Linked DNA regions of Gossypium hirsutum: region 1 is linked to region 2. A link is a contact called in public Hi-C data. All regions are on one chromosome and are shown on one strand. Each heading gives the region's core, a stretch centred on a gene start, on an enhancer-like site or on the middle of the called end of the contact. The rest is flanking DNA. Distances are from core to core; before and after follow the strand shown.

Region 1 (3,360 bases), core at 262-2,761, 110 kb before region 2:
TTTAGATTGCAAGGATAAACTATGATTACGGGTAAAATGATAATAAAATTGAAAGGTAAAATTGATAAAAAAAAATAGCGTTCTGTAAGAATAGTATTATTTTTTAACAATTTTATTATACGTTCTGATTATATTTGCACTTTTTGGCACTATACCTAGAATTACTCATAGTCACTCCTTAACTTATAAATAGGAAGATAATGCTTTTCAGCGCACTTTAACCCACGTTCTCTTGCATTGACAATAATACCTGTGTCAATCGATCTAAGACTCAATCGACTACAATAATATTATCTTACATAAGGAAGAGGTGGTAATAAAATTACACCTATATTTCATAATTTTAGTACTATTGAAAATATAATATTATTGATTCAAAATAATCTTTTAAGATTTAAAAAGGTAAATGTCATTCTAAAAAATGTCATTCTAAAATCTTACATTACTTTGAAAATATGAAATTTCTTAAACCAAACACCTTAAAATAAAATAAAAAAAAACTACAAAAAGAAACTTAACAACTTTTTTTATTTGAAATTAGTTAATTATTTGAATCAGATTCAATAATAGTTTAGGTTACTTAACCAATAGTGTTTGGATCATACCTAGCAAAATAGGATAAGTTCCAGTTCTATCAGTTTATACAAATGAAATATTATAATTGTTTCAGACATCCGGCCAAAACCAAATTGATCTTTCCATTTCAGTAATACCAATAAAATGATATAAGAAGAAATGCTGGCATTGTAATCTTTGAAATGTTACAATCTTTTATACAATCATTGGCTAATCTGCAGAAAAGAAAAGGTCAAAAGCAGCTGGCTTCAAATTCCCCTTGATTTGGACTGATACCCAAGGAAATGGAAGGATCAGCGCTTATCTCTTAGGAATTTGCAAACAAAATTCGGCTTGGATTGCCTTCATGAAAGAGAAATGTTCACATTACAAAGAAAATCACAACATATTCAACAAACAAACATTAAATCTGATTAATAATTTCTTATTACTTAAAAAGTTATTTAAGAGTGACGTTATTTATTTTATCTAAATTAAGTTTGAGTCAAAAAATCTGACGGTCAAACTTCAATCTAATTAAAATTTAAATCAATTTTATTTGAACCGAATGAATCAGTTAATTGAACTGAGAATCAGTTAAAATATTAATCTGAAAAATAATCGATCTTAACATCATCCAACAATTTTAAGATGAAAGTGGCATGAAAAAATAGTAGCAGTAGAAGAAGTAGATGGAGGGAGACTTGGTGGGTCCATCCGCCAAATAAAGCAGAAGAAAGCGACCCTTTTCCCGACTATAAGAAGCAGCAAGTCACCCATGGGAAGAATGCAGGCAATATCTCAAAGATTCGGATTTGTGGGGCCATTTAAGAAGGCGACTTGGATTACCTGTGTTTCTATCCGAAAGGAAAATGATGGACAGCTGTTGGGGTATTTCTAAGCAAAAATGGTGATCATCATCAGCCACTGCCTGCTGTCAACTAACTTTATCGCCATCGTTTTTCTACAAAATTCAATATGTATTTCGGCTAATGGATGGTTACGTCAATTGTACGATGTGAATCAACTCAAGCCCCCACTTTATATTTGGATGATAAATATAAAAGCTCCACCTTCTCCACATTTATCTACCATTCCTTAATGAACGGTTCATTTTTGTTCACGCCATTATATTACCGAATTTTCTTTTTCTCGTCTGGATAAATATTTAAACTTGAATATCGGCATGATTGGGTCACCGTTGAATTGGTATAAAAATAATCCTTTTCACTAAAAAATTTAGGTCTTGTTTATTATTCTTATGGATGTGAAAAAGAAAAATAGTTTCTCATCCTAATGCTGAACAGTCAAATTTTATTTTGTCCAAAGAACAAAAAAAACACCAACCCAATCCAGCTTTTGGCTTTTATAAATATTCATTTAAGTTTAAAATTATAAGTTTGTACTCTCATAATTTAAGATATTAATTACGTAAAAATATATAAAATTTATATTAATTACTTAAAAATATTTAAAATTTATTTCATATATGATGATAAAATTAACTATCATTTTTAGTTATTTTTACTATAATTTAAATTAAATATTTGTTAATACCAAAACAATCAACCTTTCAGAGAGGAGTATTGTTTAAGAAAAAAGAGGTAAAAGTACTATGATGCCATTAAATCAAAAGTCGGATTGTATTTTGTTATTTCTACTAACAAATAAACAAATTAACCCCATTGTACGCTAGAAAAATTGCAATTTCCATCTATGTTTTAAAAAATTGGGCTTCTGTCAAAATTATCATTCATTTCTACTTTTAAGTGAAAACAAAATCGATGGAGTAACTAAGCAATGATATGTGGTGTACCACATGTACCTTATGTTGACGTGACAAATGCTAAGATAGCAAATACTTAAAAATATTTAAAATCTTAAAAATAAATAAAAGTTTATAATAATTATTTAAAAAATCATATAGAGGATGAATTAGGACAAAGAATCATCTTGAATGTGACTTTTGAAATAATTTAAAAATTGTAGAAAATTATTTAGAAAATATAAAAATATTATAAAATAATTAAAAGTGATTAAAACAACATCCAAAATAAATGATTGTCCAGATTCAAATAAATTTGGACAATTATTTATCCAAGTTCATTTTAGAGTGATTTCTTAAATAAATATTAAATGATTACAAAAAATCGTATAAAACTATAAAAAATTACTTAGAGATGATTAAGAGTAATAAGAAATTACAAATAATTATTAAAATTTAAAAATTAAATAAAAAATTATTATGTAAGGTCACTATTGTACGTGTAATATAAGTGTAACACTCGATTTTGGGCCTAGTTGAAATAGTGATTTCGAGACCACAAATTCGATATAAGAAAATTTATTTTTATTATATTTTTATGGTCTAAGATTTCACGAAATGATTTTTTGAAATTTTTGTTTCAAAATTTTGACGTTTGGGCGCTCAATTTAGTCAAAAGGACTAAATCGTAAAAAGTGTAAAAGTTGATTTCTACATGCTAGAGGTGTCCAATTGTTATGAAATTTTAAATTGGAGGTCCTTATATGGTAATTATATCATTTATTTTTTTTGGACAAAAATGGACATGAAATAGGTGAAATAGAATATTTTTAAGTTAGGGGCATTTTGGTCATTTTGTAACAGCTCAATTTTGGGCCTAGTCAGAATAGTGGTTTCGAGACCACAAATCTGAAGTCAGAGAAATTATTTTGGAATTATTTTATGTGTTATGGCATAATTATACGAGTGCATAAAAATTTTGGTGGATTAATTTTAGCGATTGCATGCTTAATTGTGAAAAAGGACTAAATAGCATAAAG
Region 2 (3,708 bases), core at 870-3,369:
ACTAAATGACAAAAAAATCTGCCTTTTTTTGTTTTTGAATGTTATTTTCTTATTTTCTTCCTATTTTGCTACCATATTACTATTATGTTGCTACTATTTTGTTGTTATTGTTTGAATATTATATAAAACTTATTTTATTATTAATTTTGTTATTATTTTAAAGGCATTTGTTAATTTTGTTATTATTTTAGAAGTATTTATTTGTTAAGTTGTATATATCTTAATGCTATTTAAGTCTACATATTTTTTAAAATTTATTTTCAATTTGTTGAAAAATATTTATTTTGATTTTTTAGTATTTTTTATGTATTATATATATTTAAAAATTATATAAAATAATATAAAAAATTAATATGGGCGGGCCGAATCGAGCCCGGGTTTTAGCATTTTTGTTTGGGTCGAGCTTGGGCAAAATTTTAAGCCTATATTTTGGGCCCGACAGCCTGAGCTCAATGAATAGACCTAAATTTTTAGTTGAGCCCGGCCCGTTAGCACCTCTAGTGTGGAAGGACCAAATTGGTTGACGGAATACAAGTTTAAAGACTAATTAGATCCAAAAAATTTAAGGACTAACTAGATACAAATGGATATGTTCAGGGGCATATTATATATTATTCCTAAATTAACTAGTTTTACGTATTTTAAACAGAAATTTGTGTTTAGAATTGAAATAGAAGATGTCGAATCCTCTTTGTGGTGACAATGGGGATGGTTCGTGTTCTGTTGGTGATCGGAATACTAAAAAGGTGCGGTTTAAAGAGACAGATTCAAGATCGGATCCAGAGATGGTTGTTGATTCGAATCCTTTGTCGTCGTTTTCCTAGAAAGAGAAGCTTTTCGGTAAAAGATTGCATGATCAAAAAGGGGGAGTAAAGTGGTCAGTCTTGAAACGGATGATGATTTTGCATTTTCTTGATGGAGATATCAAAAGGTCATCTATTAACGGAGTTCCATCGATTGAGTTTTTGGATCGGGTTAATCAACTTTTAATTAAAGAAATGTCTACCTCACTGGTGCTTAAGTTATTGGGGCAAAACATTGGATTTGCAGCACTCCAAAATCAGATTTATGGATTACGGAAGCCTTCCATGTCATCCCAATTGATGGATATTAAGAACAGATATTTCCTGGTTAAATTCCAGAATTCAGAGGATTATGAGAAGCTTTTAACCCAAGGACCATGGATCATGTACGGTCAATATCTGACTGTATAACCCTAGACAACAGAGTTCAATCTCGCACAACCTTACCCAAATGTGGTAATGACCTTGATCAAATTCCCGGGTCTTCCAGGACATTTGTACAAAAAGAGAATACTGTGGGAAATTAGTGGAATGGTTGGCAAGAATGCAAAATTGGATTTCAATACGGATAGCAAAGCGAGAGGAAAATATGCTCGTATGGCTGTTTACATTAATCTGGGAAAACCTTTGCTTTCACAGGTCCTAATTAATGGAAATATTCAACGCATCGAATATGAATCGTTACCGGTGGTTTGTTTCTCTTGTGGGCGGTACGGTCATTTTAAGGAAGCTTGTACATGGGCGAAAGAGGTTGTGACTAATCCGGTCGGAAAAGATTTAATGGCAGATATGACTATGGCGGATGCTGGTACTGTGGTGGATGAAGGGCCATTTGGACCTTGGATGATAATGGAGTGAAAAATCAGGAGACAACCAAGAGAATCTCGTAAACTTAGAAAGAATAGACTAGGAGAGGATTTCTCGGGATCCCGATTTAAGGCATTGACCTAGATTGAAGAGGAAGATGATGATACTGCTTTGGAAAAGGATAGGTCGACGAGATCCAAAAATAAGGGAAAGGAAATTTTGGAAAACTTTGCTCAAGAAGATTTGGTTATAAAGAAATGTCTACCTCAGTGGAGGCTTTCATCAGGTAAGTCGCGGCACCTTTAGCAAGCCAGGCTAATACAGGCCTAACGGATCAAATAAAGTTTCAAGAGTTGAGTGAGATATTTCAAAGGCAGTTTGGATTGGAAAACCAGCGACGGACCCATCTAAAAATTATTTGCCAGCAACCGGTGTTGGACAGGGGTCTTTGGTACAAGCCGCTGCTGTTGTGACAAACCCAAACAACAAGTGTAATGATATAGGGCATAATCCAATGGCCCAGGACATTGACTCCCAACTTCAATCAGTTTGTTAGTGGAGTAATCACGCATACTAGCCTTCCTAAAGGCGTTACCACCCATTTTAATCGGACGTTTTGATGGGTTCTGGTCTTTCTAATGCTAGGGGTGTTGTGCGGGATGAAAATGGGGATTAGATTTTTAGATATAACTGACATTTGGGGAAATGTTCAGTTTTTTACGTTGAATTATTAAGTATTTTGAATGGCCTCAATCTCGTCCAATGAAGAAAACATTATAGGGTGATAATCTAATTTGATAGTTTGGAGGCAATTAGAGAGGTTCAAGATAGTGTATCGATTATTTCGAATTTTGCTTTAATCAGGAGGATCCAATGCTTTTGTCTCATGAAGATCAATGACTTTTAAAACATATACTTAGGGAACACAACCATGCTGCAGATGCTTTAGCCAAATTGACTTTCGGAAGAAAGAAAGACTTGTAGATACTTGATTTTCTTACTAGGAATTTTCAAGTAATCCTAAAAACAGATAGACCAAATGACTTGCAGATACTTGATTTTCTTACTAGGAATTTTCAAGTAATCCTAGAAATAGATAGAGCTAAAAATTTTTATTTCAGAATGTATCCATGTAACTAATTGTTTATTTTGCTCTACTCACCAAAAAAAAATATGTGTTTAAAATTTAAAGGGAAGTTATGTACTTACATGAATGCTTTTATTGATGGAATTTGTTGTTTTTCTTCTATTCTTTTTTCCTCTAATTATGCAAATAATTTAAACATATTTCTTCATACTATAATTAATATAACATATAATGTTTAATGCACAGTCGATGTATTAGTTTTATTCGCTATTAATAAACAAGATTAAACCAGCTCATAAATGACTAAAATAATAAAGTAATTGAATACTTATAAATAAATATTGATAAGTTTATTTAATTGTATTTAAAAATTTTAATTATTTCTCAACTTCTCCCCTATATATTGACTTACCAAAACTTTTCTAAATTAGGCTTAGGGATTTTATAAAATTATTTGATTGATTTTCGATCACCAAATAATTAGAATTATTTTTGAGATTTTTTCTTATCTCGCTCTCGTACATATATAAACTGAGTTTTGGGATTGTTTTTAGTCAATTTAGAATTATTTTAGCCATATTTTTGCTCCATTAAGTATGCTAGAGGATAACCTTACAGATTGAAGACTATTGTAATAAAAAATATATTGTTGGCAAGAACAACCGTTAAGAATAGAAAACTGAAATTTCATAGATGAAGAATTTATTCACTACCGATTTGAGAGTAGGGAAAAAAACTTATTAGTATTTATTTATATATAAGTCCTTAAATACTTTATTATTTTATTCATTGACGAGGTAATTTAATGCATCAAATACTATTCCTATAACATAATTAATGTTAAAATGTTTTCTCATACTATAATTAATATAAACATGCTTTCTTATTATATAATTAAAGAAGTTGTGTGTGTCAAAAAAATTAAGGAAGTTGTTATATGTCCAAAAAATTCTATGAGGATCCATCTAGGAATTTGAATTTATATTTTAATTATTATATAAATGATAAGAA

The links. Hi-C and Micro-C count contacts between places; a contact is called where the count stands out from the background.
Region 1: a Hi-C map of leaf shows a contact between it and region 2, with 2.6 times the contacts expected there. The contact joins two enhancer-like sites. A contact is called at or near these places in 6 of 34 Hi-C or Micro-C datasets (hypocotyl, leaf and petal).

Annotation. Positions count from the first base shown.
Region 1 is chrA12:28,682,787-28,686,146 of Gossypium_hirsutum_v2.1, reverse strand. No RefSeq gene overlaps it. Among protein-coding and RNA genes, the nearest start is that of LOC121211797, 68 kb to the right of the region's middle. Within about 2 kb of position 1,511, at least 2 of the 9 cell types and tissues checked have an H3K27ac peak or open chromatin away from gene starts, as enhancers often do. A contact at or near this core is called in leaf, where this site is marked.
Region 2 is chrA12:28,575,707-28,579,414 of Gossypium_hirsutum_v2.1, reverse strand. No RefSeq gene overlaps it. Among protein-coding and RNA genes, the nearest start is that of LOC121211797, 39 kb to the left of the region's middle. Within about 2 kb of position 2,119, at least 7 of the 9 cell types and tissues checked have an H3K27ac peak or open chromatin away from gene starts, as enhancers often do. A contact at or near this core is called in leaf, where this site is marked.